Regions from separate parts of the Gossypium hirsutum genome. Here region 2 is linked to region 1. The links are chromatin contacts, called in public Hi-C maps. All regions are on one chromosome and are shown on one strand. Each heading gives the region's core, a stretch centred on a gene start, on an enhancer-like site or on the middle of the called end of the contact. The rest is flanking DNA. Distances are from core to core; before and after follow the strand shown. Region 1 holds the start of LOC107918032 (B3 domain-containing protein REM16). Region 2 holds the start of LOC121212509 (protein MIZU-KUSSEI 1).

Region 1 (7,704 bases), core at 2,793-5,292:
ACATCTAAATTATCAATAAGAATTACATTCAAAAGTTTACTTAAACATATATTAGCACTGGTTCAAGTGCTGCTTAAAAACTGTCTATATTCCCCACACGTAATCATATTGATAAAAAATATATTATTAAAAATTTCTTGATAAAAAATTCCTTTTTTTATTAAAATTTTATAAAAGAATATATTTTTAAGTTACCAAAGAAAATTCGCCTAGGGGAACTATATGACAAGTAAAATGTTAGGGACTTGATGAGTGAGATGTTGAAATGAGCTTCTTCTAGCATAATTCTGTTTTAGGATTTGATTAAGTTGAAATGATCTCTGTCGGTTCTATCATCTATGAAGCCGGATATATAAACTATAGCCCTTCATTAAACAGGCTCCTAGAAATACATTGAACATATATAACTACAATCAAGTCGTGTTTTCCAGTAGGCTACTAGCAAAGCAGATTAACTGCTATTTAGAAACTATTAACATCTACTTGCAGGCATCTACTGACTGAATCACGAATCCATGTCCGGCGTCGATGCTATTAACTCGGGTGAGCTTGGGAGTGGGTCTACTTGGCTAAGTGGAACTGCTTTTTGGAGAACATGGAAAATGTTGACATCCAGGATCATTGGTTTACTTCCTATATTTGCAGGCTGAAATACACACACATCATGTTCCTCTAAGTTGTTGTCGTTCACAAAGTTCCTCCATCCACCTGAAAGACCTCCACAATCACGGCTTCTGTGATAATAAAATCGGGTCTTCCATGTACGTTTGTTCATTCGAAGAATCACATCCGCATTATCTTTCGGGAGATATTTAGCCACCCATGCAGTAGGGACAGCCTGCACAAACTCAAAAAAGGAAATAACTGTAAATCATTGAAGAATGGAAAGCAGTTTGATCGAGTTCAGGGATGATGTTTACCATATAAAACCGTCTCCCAACATGTGTGGGCTTCATAATTATCATAAATCCTTCATTGGTTAATGCTTCTTGTGCCTTTAAGAGGACATTCGTTTTCTCGAATTGAGTCACGAACCTTTTACCCGTTGTGTGCCACAAGCCAAAGACATCGCCATCGCCATCCATTGTTGTATGTTCATACTCTGAATCATTCACATGTGAGGGCGGAAATGAGAGTACAATTATCAGTCATCAATTCCAGTTACGAAGGTAAGATAATCCAACTATATGGAAAAAACAACGAAAAAGTAAGCACTCATTCCGAGTACCAAAAGCATTGAGAGTGACCATAATATTGCAGTGTCAAAAGTTAAATTCTACCATGGAATGCAGTCTTAGAGGCTAGAAGTACTCCTACCAGTTTCAAGTCTTTCGACCTTCACTTCTCCAGGAAAAGTAGGAAGTTCTTTGCCTACAAGGCTCTGCTTCGCATGGATAGACCGAGTACCATTATCTGAATTTCGGATCTTCTTTTTACTAGCTGCAGAGTTGATAGGTTTTCTTGAGGGCCTCGCATCCATGTCATTGTTAGTCGATTTTTCAGGACCGCTTTCGAGGCCACATTGAGAAGAATTGTGCAAAATTTCATCACTATTTTCATTCACCTTCCTTTTAGTTTGGTGAGTGGCATCAGATTCTGTATGCATACACTTCCTCACGAAATAAGAAGAAGCTTTTTCACACAAGCTCTTGCCATCAAACATTAGAACATCAAAATGGGACACTCCATTGTATTTGAAGATCAAAAAATCATTTGCAACCAATGAATGGTCTTTTACAAAAGTTTTCCATCCACCGTTGAAAAACAAGGTATCATCATCATCTACTGTCAGTCTTACATCCCATATGCTACCACTAGGACCTTTAAGAGTCACAGTTTCTGGAAGCTTTTTCTTGATGTTCTTAGCAAACTTTTCTGGTATTTCCTGCAGTTTGATATATCATTAAAATCCAAGGTGAAACCTTTCACTAGAATTTTTTAATAATAGGCAAAAGAGGGCGGACAGTTTACCCTAAAAGCAAAGTCAAGGGATGAACTGCATATTTCAATCAGAGTTCTTTCTTTCCCCCAAAAAGAGTTTCACTTCAACTAAGCAAAATACACTAACAACAAAGGAAAAAAGCAGGAACTTACCAACCGCTGAAGAAAATCACCATGGAGAAATTGTGAGAAATGTACACACTGAAAATGGGTCCAAAAGATTTCCTCTTCCCAGTCCCTACAATCCTTACATGTATCTTCCATTTGCTTTAACCAAAGAGAACTGCAACTCAGAACTCAGATGATCAACAAAACAATAGAAAGTGTTAGAGATGATAGAAATATCCTACTGCAAAACAAAATCATTAGCAGGGAAAATAAACTAAATGTGAACATATAAAATAATCACTGTGGCATCTAAAAATCGTAGTCTTAGAAGTAAATTCGCCGTAATCTTGTAGTGAAGATCGCCTCTAACGTTAACACAGAACTTCTATATTTATAAAGGTTTTCTAGAAAAGAATCGGGAAAAAAAACAAAAAATTAGTCGAAAAATTTTGACCTAAAAAACTGCAAAAAGAAACAGACGAGAGAAAAAGAGAAGAAGAACCTACTATTAAAATAATAGTGTCAGTTTTTTAAAACAGCAGAGAATTTTCCACAATCAAAAATATTTCCTGCAACAGTAAGAGAATTTTCCCCAACTGAATATTTTTTGCACTACCAACAGGAGATCTATCTAAAGAAGGAAGCAGACTGCTCACCTTAATGGGTTCAACCCAGAAGTCAAAGAAAATGGAAGAAAATAAAAAGAAAAACCCAAAAGTTGTAAGTTATTAGCTATGAAAAGTACAATTCATCTGCAGGCTGGTTTCCATCATTCTGAAATAAATGCTTTGCTATTATAGTTCATTTAGTTTTAAAATTCTGGGTCACTGAAGAAGCCAAAGGCATTATTGAGAAGTTAAAACTAAAGCAAACAAAAATTAGTAAAGATGATCGAATTGTTTGTACCAGAGAGAAGGATGGAGTTGGTGGAGCTGAGACTGAGACTGAGACTGAGCTGGAGTAGTGGACCCGTAGGGCAGGAGTCTCTTTTTAAGGACGTCTTAAAGGGCGAGCCTTTTTTGTTGTGGAGTGGATTAAGAACATAACAAATAGTTTAGAAAACATGGCACTTGGCAGTTAACATTTCCCACGTTTCAACTTCGGGGACAGCGCCGTTTGGTCTGGTTTCCACAACCCCATCATGTTTGGTCCGGATAAGGGACTAGAAGTGGGTGGCCGGTTCTGCTGTGAGCTTAAAAAAATAATAAATTACATCATCAGTCATTCAATTTTGATACAAATGATAAAATAATCACTTTAATTTTAATTGAATCACTTAATTTTCAAAAAATAATAAATCAATCATTAACATTATTAAAAAATGATAAATCAATTACCCATTAACATTTTTTGTCCTAGGCCAAAACCCAAGCCAAAACCCAAACCACAACTTCCAATTTATACCCTCATAACTACATTGTTATGTTGCCAAACCACAACTTTCAATCTTGCCAAAATCAGAAACAAATATTGCAACCTAACTGTAGAAATATCACAACCAGCTACCCAAATATGAATAAAAACATCCAAATATAAACATGTAAATTATGTCAATATCTATCCAAAAAGAAGTTTAAATAGAGACGTGGATATAAAAGAAATTTACCTGGACATGAAGGGTGGAGCGGATCCCAGGAGAAGGTTGAGGCAAGCACAAAATAGGGGTGCCCTCAGCATGGACAACAAGCCTTACACCAACACTCAATGGCCACCCATCTTAAGCTAAAGTGGAAAGGGTCCCTATAAAAAACATTTCCATTATGGTCTTGGAAACCTCAGCGGGAAATGACTTGTGGCTGGTTTTTGTTGGTGGGACTGAAACAGTGGAGAGCGAGGAGCATAATTTGAATGAGGGTTTGGGTTTTGCTTGAAGGAATTTGGGTTTTGGAGGGAAGGGTGGAAGGAAGTGTGTCGACAAGGATTGAGTTTGGATTTGGAGACTCATTTTCATTCCCCTTCGGATTTCCTTGCTAAGATAGATATGATATTAGATGTCTTCGCTGTGTTGGTATTTTTTGAGTGATAAAACAGAAGATTAGGTTATTAAATGTTAACAATAATAATAATAATAATAATAATAATAATAATAATAATAATGAGTACAAGAAAAAGAAATGGAAATGACCTCAAAATGAGATGAGATGGTGCATTTAGTTAAATATGGTGAAGGAAAGCTCTTGATCCTTCTCGTCACTGGAACTATTCTCTGTGAAGCTTGTCCACTGTCGTTACCGTGATCCACAACCTCATGCTGCTGTTGAACCACTCTATACTTTTTCTCTAATTCTCCTCCTCCTCCTCCTCCTCTTTTTTTTCATTCTTCTTCTTTGGTTCTTTTTCTTTTACTGCCCAACCCAGCTAGGGTTTTAAATTGGGGTCCTTTACACAGTAGGATGCCATGTTACTTTTCTGTTAGGTTTGTAATAAAAATGGTTAAAATGACTGATTTGTTATTTTTCAAAAGTTGAGTGGTTAAATTAAAATCAGAGTGGTTGTTTTGCCAACTGCATTAAAATTGAGTGACTGTTAGTGTAATTTACTCAGAAAGAAATTATGATAAACTTTTACCTATTGAATAGGTTTTTTTAGACACTATATCTATTGAACAGATTACAAGTTAATAATTTATATATTATCATAATTTTTGTTGTTTTTTATAATAATTAAGTAAATAAAATAAAATAAATTTATTAAGAGAACCAAACTTTATATCTCCTCATTTTTTTATACTATCTCATATTCTTTTAATATTCTCTCGTAAATTTTTTTACTTCAATTTTTTTTATATTTCATCATAATATTTTTTTGTATTCTATCATAATTTTTTATATTTCTTAGGATTTTTATATTCTTTTTTTTATATTATCTCATAATTTTTCATATTGTTTCAAAAAAAAAAGAATTTGGTACGATATATAGTTTTTGAGTAAAAAAATATTATTCTTAAATATAATGAAATTCTAATGAAATTTTTTTACGGAAAAAATTATAACTGTTAAATTTTAAATTTGTAATGCTAAATTTCGGTATTGAAAAATTATATTTGATGATACTTTTTTTAATGTGAAAAATTAAATAAATGAAAAAAAGTTACTAAAACAAACCAAAAATTGTTAACCTTCATAATTTTTGGTATCCCCTCAAGTTTTGTTGGTATTCCTTGGGTAAATTAACAATATATGCCAAATTTTTTATTTGGCCTTTTAGGTCATTTTTTTTTCAAATTTAGAGAAATAAGTCATTTTTAGAGAGAGAAAGGGAAAACATGCCCAGCTGGACGCGCTTTCCTCCTCTCTCTCCTAGGGTTAGGGTTTTTTATTTTGTTAGGTAGAGGGGTTTTGTTAAGGTTAGGATTTTTTAAGGGTTTAGGGTCAGAGTTTAGAGGTGAAACTGCAAAAATTTATAAGTAGATTTGAGGGGTCGAGAATGTGATAATGTGCCTTAGAACAGATATATTTCATATTTCATGGCAGATAGAACCATTACCTCATAAACCCATCCTAAGGAAGTTAGGATTTGGGGTGATAGTGCCTGATATGGTCACCGGTTGATGTCTAGGTTGAGGTCCCTGTCGACGGCCGTGACGTGGTCACAGTTTCAAGTATAACTAGGGGCTAGTTAATGGTCGTTTTGTAGCCACGGGTTCAAGCTTTTTGGATACCCGTAAATGATGCCTTATATATATCATACATAAGATTGAGGCCAAAAATAATAGGGGAAAACGAAAGGATTTCTGATGTAATCAATGTAATTTTTTCTTTATTTCCAGACAGTCGGTATATTTAACATTTCATTCTTATTTGATGGCTGACACCGAGGTGAACACAAGAGGACTCTCAGGCAAAGAACAGATGTTCCGGCATAGTAGAAGTCAAACTTGGGTCGGCACGGAGCAGTTGTAATTATTAATGGGTTGTTTAATAATGGCAACCGTTGTCACCCTAAAAAGAGCATCACATTTATTGTACCGCAACAGTTGCTCCATGCCTGAGAGTCTTCCTACGTCCACGGCAGTGTCGACCTTCACATAAGAAGGAAGGTTAAATATTCCGTTGCGTGAAAATAGAGGAAAAAATTACACTGATTATAGTGAGAAGCCCCATAGTTTTTCCCTATAATTATGCCCTCAAACTTTTGTATGGTATTTACAAGGCAACATTTCCGAGTATCCGAAAATTTTAAGCTCGTGACTATGTAACAACCGTCAACTGACTCTCCCATTATACTTTGATCCATGATCGCATAACGACCGTCGATTGAGACCTCTACGTAGACTTCCACCTATGATTGTACAAAGCAAAATCACCTCAGACCCCAATTTTCACAGGATAGGTTTCGGATGTAATTGTCCCATCTTGGCAGGATATATGAAATGTATGCGTCTCAGAGCGATACCGCATCAACAACGACTCAATAATACCTTGAATGAGAAATTTTATTTGCGACCGATATTTGTAACATTGAAGTTGGGAAGAAAACGAAGAAAGATAAATATTGTATAGTGGAAAGATGGAGGTCGAGAGAGATGATGTTTAAGGAATGATGGAGTACGAAGAGAAAGCCTCTTTTATAGGCGCGGGGGAAAGGTGATTTTGCAATGTAAAAAGTTCTCGTGGTCGAAAACGCATTGCAGGATCAGTGTCTTTATTGAATATCTTCAAAATGTGCTTCAAATATGCAGAAAGATTCTCGAGGTCAGGTACTTTCTTTTTAAGTCTTTTAAAAATGTTAGTGAAAGCTCATTTAGCTAGGTGTGCTTCCTTACTGACATGGCAAGTAAACGAGCCAAGCTGGACGAGCCTTCACTAATATTTTTCAAAGGCTGAGAAGTACTTGACCTCGGGAATCCTTTTTACGTATTTGAAGCATGTTATGAGGCACAAAATACCCTCTAAAGCATGTTTCTTATGAAATTATATGACTTGTCAAATGCCTTTTCGAGTACTACTTTGCATTTCATCATCATTATTCGTCAAAAATGTGTATTTAAAAATGGATTTTGAAGCACGCATTCCCTCTTTCCTTAGGCATGCAACAAATTCATATCAAACATTGAAGAGTTAATTTGTGAGAGTCGTTTGTATTTCTTTGGAAAATCGTTTATTGATTTTTTTGTTTCTGCTCACCTGATTCGTAACCGATATTAAAATGAGTTGATGAGTAAATTCATTATTTTCTATAACGGTCAAATCTGTAATACAGAAGTCGGGGTGGTATTTACAAGAGCCTAGTCTGTGGAATTAGCGTTCAATTGTGCCATTCAATTGCTTGAGCTACAGACTGAAATCAGGAGGAAAGTGGGGAGTTCGACCCAAAAAAGAATTTCAAGGTTGTAATGTAGATATCTTGCTTCCATTGACCCCTATAGGTATAAGCTATTTGATGTAAAAGATGATCTCGAGCTTAAGGTGGTAATATCATTGCACTGCTGAAGTGGAAATGTTATAATGAAGATATATGTCAAGTTTGCCAAGGCTGATGGAGCTAGTCCATCTTCAGCCACTGTCGCAGCTAATGTTGGAATCGAAGCTCAAGTAGAAAATCTTACTACACAGTTGTGTAATGAGTTCACTGGTTTGTTACAGAGCTCCTAGTATGGGTATATATTCTTTGGTTTCTGGCATAGATTTAAAATTTGGCAACTACTACCAGTTA
Region 2 (7,704 bases), core at 2,094-4,593, 140 kb after region 1:
ACTCAACTTTTCATGCTAGATCTAAGCATATTGATGTGAGGTACCATTGGATACGAGATGTTCTTGAAGCTAAGCTGTTAGAGCTTGAGAAGATACACACTAATGATAATGGTGCTGATATGTTGACGAAGGCCTTACCAAGAGGAAAGTTTGAAGCATGTTGTTTGACCTCCGGCATGGAGGCATTCCCCACATAGTTGGACAGGGAGATTTGTTGGGTATGGGTCCCACTATGTGGGAAAAACCCATATTTTCTGCCACAATGTTTTGCCTTCTTTTTTGGTTTTGTCAAAAGCCAATTTTTTGGCCTTTTAACGTGGGAGTGGGTAGCATTCTTAATTGAGAGCAAAATTCTCAATTACATCCAAAGAGAAAAACAGAGAGTGAGATTGAAGCTTGGTGCAGCAGCGATCAACTCCTCGATCGAAGGTCCATCCGTGGTTCGATTGAGCTGATTTTTGGACAGCAGCTAGGCGATAAGGTGTTCTTGACTTTGTACGGTCGGATTTTTCATCCGAGTCTTTTAGCGTCGGAAATACCCATTTTTCAGCAGCTGCGTTTTTTGGTGATGTTCTCTCAATTTTCTCTCTTTTGCTAAAGATTACATATTGTTAGCCTTGTCGGAGTTGAATGCTTGTTGTAGGCTTGATATTGTGATCTTGTAGCCGAACATTTGATGATAGTGGAGCTCTTTATCGGACTCTAAAGTCCCGTGGTTTTTACCCTTAATTTAGAGGGGTTTTCCACGTAAAAATATCGGTGTCTCTATTTATTTTTGTTGTGGTTGCATTAGTTGATTTGTGGTTGATTAAGGTTGCTAGAGAACACATCTTGTGCTATTGTGCTTGCCATAATTTTTGACAGGAGTTATAAGGAGAGAAAAAACACCGGTTGTGCTTTCGCTTTGTTTCGGTTGTTCGGTTTCTTCCCAACAAAAGCAGGCTGCATATTTGATCTCATAAAGTAAATCAGCCACAACTTAGAACAAGTTACTTGAAAATGCTTAAAATATCATCAAATTCTACATCTCCTTTTTTCCTCAGAAGACTGGCATCCATGCTCATTAGTCTTATTTCTTTGGGCTTGTTTTTAGGCCTGACCCTCTAAGCCCAAATATAAAGCTGAGATTTCAACATGGATTATTCATATTTGATGGTCATTTTGATTTCTTTAGCAGCCTCCTCCTATCCTTATTCCTGTCTTTTCTTTTGTTAATTTCGAATGTGAAAAAAATTCTGCAGAAGTTAGAGGAATAAAAAAATTTCACTACTCTTGTGCATTTTTATAATGATATATATATCTTAGAAAGTATATCTGAAATTTATTTAAAAAACAACCATAATGAATTTATATATATATATATATGATATTTCAAGAAAAAAAATTAGTCGTTAATATGAATTTATCAAAAAATACTTGGTACATGAATTTTTTTTCGGTACTTGATTGCTATCTGAACTTATATTATGTCACCTAAATTGATGGGGACCCATTATGCCAAAAGCGAGAGAAACTCTATCTTTCACTTTCTTTTTTACGACTCCATGTCGCGACATGGGAGGGACCCAGGGACATAAAAGAGGATCCTATCAACTTGTTCTGACCTAGGATAATAAGCTCATGGGCTTGGTTTAACTTCACCGTCAAGAAACGAAAGAAGGCTTCCATCCCCAAGTTTAATTCAGATGTAGCTTGCTTCTTGTTAGGTGTGAAGCAGTGTCAATCTCTGCACTAACATCGTTAGTTTGTGTTGACATGACGCTCGTAACCAATCTGATAGTGAAATGTAACAATTTTTTAGTATGATATGTGACGAGCATAAATTAAAAAAATTTAAAAATCTTTAAAAATATATAAATTAATAAAAAACAGTAAAATTTATTTATTCAAGTTAACTTTTAAAAAATTATAATTTTTTAAATTTATATTTATCACGTGGCATACTAAAAGGTTGCCACGTGTTATCAACGAATTAATCATTAGTGTCACACCAGTAAAAATTAAAAGTTTGAATATCAGTTACTTACTTTAGAACAAAAATTAGAGAAACTACATATTAATTTTTTAATATTATTATTATTATTATTATTATTATTATTATTATTTTGCAACTTCGTGAAACTTGGATTTTGATTTGATTCTAAAGGAAGCAATAACTAAGGTAGCTAGTACCTGTGACTTCAGACCAATTGACAGATTCTAAACATGATTTAACATGTTGAATGAACATTTTCATGTTCATAGTCCCAGTTTTGAGAGAAGGGAAGCCTGGTTTTTGGGGCATTCATGTAATTCACAAACATTAAAGGGAAAAAGTTGATATGGTACACAAGTAAAATATCCAAGTATCTAAATGAACACAAAAAGAAATTCTAATTAGATCTTACAAAGAAAATACTTAGCTCAGGACCAGATGCTGCACCATCTGGATTGATCATATAGAAAGCTTCCGAGTCCTTTGATCCCACCACTCTCTCAAATCTAGCTCTCATATACGTCAGTTCCCCATCGGCCGTCACTGTTTCCTTGTCGTTTGGGCTAGGAAGCACCCCAGCACCCATCGAAACCCCTCGCAAAAGCTGCATGACATGAAGCTCGTCATCCGACAATTGTTTCCTTCTAATAGAATAACCCATCTTTCTGCCATTGCAGAGCACTGCCCACACGAACTCCTCCAACACTTTCTTCTTATGCGTCTTGGTTTCACTCTCCAACGCTATTCTCACAATATCAGACGCCATTTCCTTTTGAAGTAAGCTGGTTAGCATTGGTAGTTCAATCACGAATATGGGCACGCTGTGGGGATCGTCTTGTATGGCTAAGCAAACTCGGCCTTTACGATACCCGAAAATTGTACCCGTTGTAGCACTATCTTTAAGCATTGGCCTCCGGGGTCGACCCAGTAGTGCTACCATCTTGCACCCGGAGGTTAGCATGGGGAAAAGCTTGAACATGCGCAAGAGACCGCCACTACTACTGGTGGGTTTCCGGTGCTTTTCGCCGGGAGTTGGCCGGAGCAAAGACAGTATTGCCGGATTATCCATTTGGAAATATGGACTGGAGTGAATGGGTGGCATCGTTGGACTTTTTTGCAAGTATTCAATTCAAGGGAGGGGGCTATTGTGAGTAGATTTACAAAGATAAAATTAATATAGAGGGAGAAAATGGGGACCAAGGGGAGGTCTACTTGGTTTTCATTATCCTTGGAATCTTTGAGGTGGGGAAGAGAAGACGAAGAAAGCCTGAAAGAGACGTTACTTTTATTTATAATTTAGAAATATATATGATAAAATTTAAACAACTTTACATTTCAATCAAGGTTATTTAATTTTAATATGAATTTATTATCCAGTTATAATCTAATTTGATTTATTTATTTTTATTATATTGTGTATATTTTCAATTGTGAAAACACTAAAGTTGTTGCAAGTGTGTTATTGTAGAAAAAGAGATACAAGCATAAGCTTGGTACTTAAGTAATCTTTCATACTGTTGAATCATTTAACAAATATTAGTAGAAGCAACCATTCAATACCTTCCACCAACAAACACTTCTTAATCAATGAAATTGCATCAACAAAAAACAAAGTTAGATTTAATATTCTCAAATTCATAGTGGATCCTAGTTTCTATTTGTAGGATATTATAATTCACTAAATTCTTTCTTGCAAATTCAATCTTTATACTTCTGTTGTTAATATTGTAATATTTAATATTTAGAGTTACTCACGTTTACTCATCAATTTTTAAATAAAAAGATAATTGTGTTTCACCCTCATATGCTTATGCCTACAAAATTATAGTAAATAATTAGGGTGAAGAGAGGACGGTGAAAAGGATAAGATAAAAGGAGGTCGGATCACATCTTGTGTTAAGAAAAACACTCTCAAAAGGAGGAAAGAAAGGACTCTTGTAATGTTGGGTTTATAGCATGGGACTCTGATATATCTACTTTATGCTTCCTAAAAAAAAAAAAGAAAACCCATCACAAATTCTCACTAATTATTGAGGTTCAGCTCATGTTCCACTGTTTCATCCATGGACAATGGGGCAAAGCAAAAAAAAAAAAAAGGAACACCTTTGGTTATGCTTGTGACCGACTTTTCTTTAATGCTGACAGGCCATAGTCTCACTCGATAGAGGCATTTCAGGAAGCACCAAAAACTCGAATATTTGATCATGTTGTTTTCAATTGCCTCAAAACATTTCTCATAATTTGAACCCTAAACAAACTCATCAATCACTGGTAGTTTATAGAGTAAAATTTCCAGTTCTCCTCACATGCCCTGTTAATGATTCAGCAGCCATGTGAAAAACAAAGACAGGTCCTTTTCAAACCGGGATTCATCTAAACAAAACAATGAATCAAATCTGGCTGTAAGTAATAGATGAACTAATGATGGACCACTCAAAATTGCTCCCCGTCTTAGCTTAATGATAACACTTGAACAAAATTTCCAAAGATTTATTATAGATTGGTATGTTTTAAATCTGGGTTTGGTTAGTGGCCCTCACCAGACTGATTAGACGAAGGGTTACATCATATTCCATAAAAATGATATAGTTGGCGTGTGAGTTTAAAAGCCTTAACAGCTCACCTGGGCTCCATACTAGAAAGAGTTTGCTTATTGAGTTTGATGAATTTGAAGTGCAAACGAACATGCAAGCTCAGAATCACACTTTGTCCAATTATTTAACTGTGTTTCCATGAAAGGAAATAAGAATTACCCAATCAATCAAATTCTTGATAACTATATATCACTTCAATTGATCAACATTAAATACACTAACTTTTCCTTTGTTCAAATTACCAACAAATAGTTAGAACTTTCTATTAATATTTGAATAAATTTGAATTTTAAAGTTAATATTATTGAAAGGATTTTTTTAAATATTATCATAACTAGAATAGAATTAAGCTTAAGCTATAAAACAGTAGAAAACACCTATGATTATATAAAAAAAATCGTCGTTCAAAATTTCTACTAGTTTTTTAGATTGAGTCAATAGACTCTTCCATGTAGTTGACTGCCAGTTCATGATTCATCACTTTCAACTAACCTTAAGTTTGAATAAATAATTATAAAGAAAAAGAAAGGGAAGCAAAGAAAAAGAAAAGGGTTGAATTTCCTATAAATGTTGAAATTAAAAAAAAATAGATTAGGTTATTTTTAAAAAAAATTATAGGACTAGATCAATTTTACGAAAACGCTTCTAGCTGAAAGTGTTTTTAGTTGATTAGTAGAAAAATGTGTTCAGCTAGAAGCGTTTTCAGTGTATTTGCAATAAAACACTTCTAGCTAGAAGCACTTTCTACCACATAAGTTGAAAACGTTTTCAGTTGGAAGCATTTTCTTTGTTCATTTTTAGGGCTAGGGTTTAGTTTTTTAAAGCAGGGTTAGGGTTTTGTGGATTTTAGAATTTAGGGTTTTGTAGTTTTTTTATATTTTTTAAGTTTAAATTTTTGGATTTTTTTATATTTTTAAGTTTTTTATATATATTTTTATATAATTTTTTGGTATGTAAAGTTAATAATATTTGCATTATTAGAATTGAAAAATTCAATTCGATTCAAAATCGAAACTCGAACTACTCGATTTTATTAAATCTTAGTTTTTATTTCTTTTCAAATTTTTTTGAATGCAACTAAGTTTTGATCGTTATTTCCAGTGCATTATTTTCGAACATTCAGAATCCAGTGCATTATTTTTGAACATTTAGATCTAGTGAGAAAATATATCCCAAGAATCCTAGGATATCTGATGATTTAGTGGGGAAAAGTTTGAAGTTGAAATTGCTAGAGGGAAAATGCTCTACGTAGGATGCATTTTCAATGCACTATAAAAACAAGCACTGAAAGCGCGTCCAGTTAGATACGGTTTCCACTAACATAGCCTGAAACCGCTTCCAGCTGGACGCACTTTTTATGTTTTTTTTACAGTGCACTGAAAACGCGTCCTACATAGAGCGTTTTCCCTCTAGCAATTTCAACTCCCCACTAGTCCGGGAAAATTTTCTGAATCAATTGCCGCTCACCCCCGAGTCTATAAAAGCAATCTATTCCAGCATTGAGTGGCATAAGACATTTACGAGCAAAAAAAATTGTAAGAAGATCAGAAGAAGAGAAGTTAGCACATAAGACATAATTTGGAGCTATCACGCAATCTGCATAAAGTAAGGATCAATTTTTGTTGTTCATATTTAATTACAACATTATTTTTCTTCATAATGTTCTTATTTTGAACATGTGGAGCATGTTATTTTATTGAAAATGAGTGGATGAATTAATGCTATTTTTTATTATGACGGAGAAGTGCATGACACCAAGAACGTAGTCTTTTTTGTCAGAGAACAAAACGCGGTTGACTTTTAAACAAAACATACAGCTGCCAGAACTGCATTAAAGAATTAGGCGAAAAATCATGGAATCCAATTTGACGAGAATATTGTCACTTAAATATCGAATTTGTGTTTTGGTGGACCCCGTCAGCTATGACGTTTTCGATATCAAAGGTGCGAGGGGGTTGGAGGCGATGGTGCAGACGCATATTTACAATGGATCACTATATCTTGAGTTATATGCAAAGTTTGCAAGGACAGAAGAAGACCCTCGGAAGTCAACATATGTTTCAGTTCAAGAGGCTAGAATGGAAGAACAAGCTAAGAGTCCAACGATACAGTTGTGTGTTAGGTTCACTGCTTTGTTAGAAAGTTCCCATTATGATATCCCAGAATCATTAATGGGAAGACACTCATCTATTTCGGCCCTAAATTTCAATCGCGGTAGGGAGAACATCTAACAATCAAGGTTTGGTGGTAACACGGAATACTGAACCCCTACATGACACTCAATTAGTGGGTTTGATTTGAGCTTCGGTCAACCGATGTTCAACACTAGGAACAATTACAAGGGAATGACATCAAGTTTCAGCAGTTGGCATCAACAGGTGATTTTCGTTATTTCGACAACTATAAAAGAAAGGATTATGTACTCCCTACGACGTCCACCGACAAGGGGACATTCAACCCTAGAGATATTGGTGGGGTTAAGAATGAAGAGGGTATTGAATCTGATACCGATCCAATCCAGGAGCTCGCTGCTGGCGGTTTAGAAGTTGCATTATTTTCTGAACCAAAGTCGGTTCCAACTGAACCAAAAGATAGTGGCTTAGATGATAAAGGTCCGGGCGAATATGCTGAAGAAGATCCATAATTCAAGGTATACTCACCTCCAGACCACATGCATAATATGGACCTATCAGTAGAATATGTGTTGAATTTTGCAGAACTACCACAGAAAAGACAAGACCATGTGAGTTTTTCATTGGATTTGGGTGATTTAGAAGTGGAGAAATAGTTTTCCTCTAAAGATGGTTTTGTCGTTATAGTGAAATGATACATCATCAAGAATAGGGTAAACTTTCACGTTATTAAATCTCAATCTGATAAGTTTGAGGTGAAAAGTGCAATTCAAGACAATAGATGTGGCGAAAAACCATGACTTTTGTTAAGAAGAAGACGGGGTTAGACCATAAAGAAATATACTACTCCACATATATGTGTTGTCACAAGTATTTCATGGGATTATCCGAAATTGGATTCAAGGATGATTATGGACATAATACTACCTATGGTCAAAATGAGTCCCAAGGTTGTTGTCCTGATTTTAATTGAAAATATCTGTAGCCAGTTCGATTACATGTT

Evidence for each region. Hi-C and Micro-C count contacts between places; a contact is called where the count stands out from the background.
Region 2: a Hi-C map of leaf shows a contact between it and region 1, with 1.6 times the contacts expected there. The contact joins the promoter of LOC121212509 here to the promoter of LOC107918032 in region 1. A contact is called at or near these places in 4 of 34 Hi-C or Micro-C datasets (hypocotyl and leaf).

The regions. Positions count from the first base shown.
Region 1 is chrA01:26,288,487-26,296,190 of Gossypium_hirsutum_v2.1, forward strand. It overlaps LOC107918032 (B3 domain-containing protein REM16), which reads right to left and starts at 4,043. Exons shown (of 6, transcript XM_016847525.2): 1 at 3,656-4,043; 2 at 2,956-3,241; 3 at 2,095-2,224; 4 at 1,318-1,885; 5 at 921-1,102; 6 at 352-838. The coding sequence starts at 2,205. The coding sequence ends at 506.
Region 2 is chrA01:26,431,745-26,439,448 of Gossypium_hirsutum_v2.1, forward strand. LOC121212509 (protein MIZU-KUSSEI 1) reads right to left here and starts at 3,344. Exons shown (of 2, transcript XM_041085549.1): 1 at 2,388-3,344; 2 at 1,370-1,773. The coding sequence starts at 3,077. The coding sequence ends at 1,741.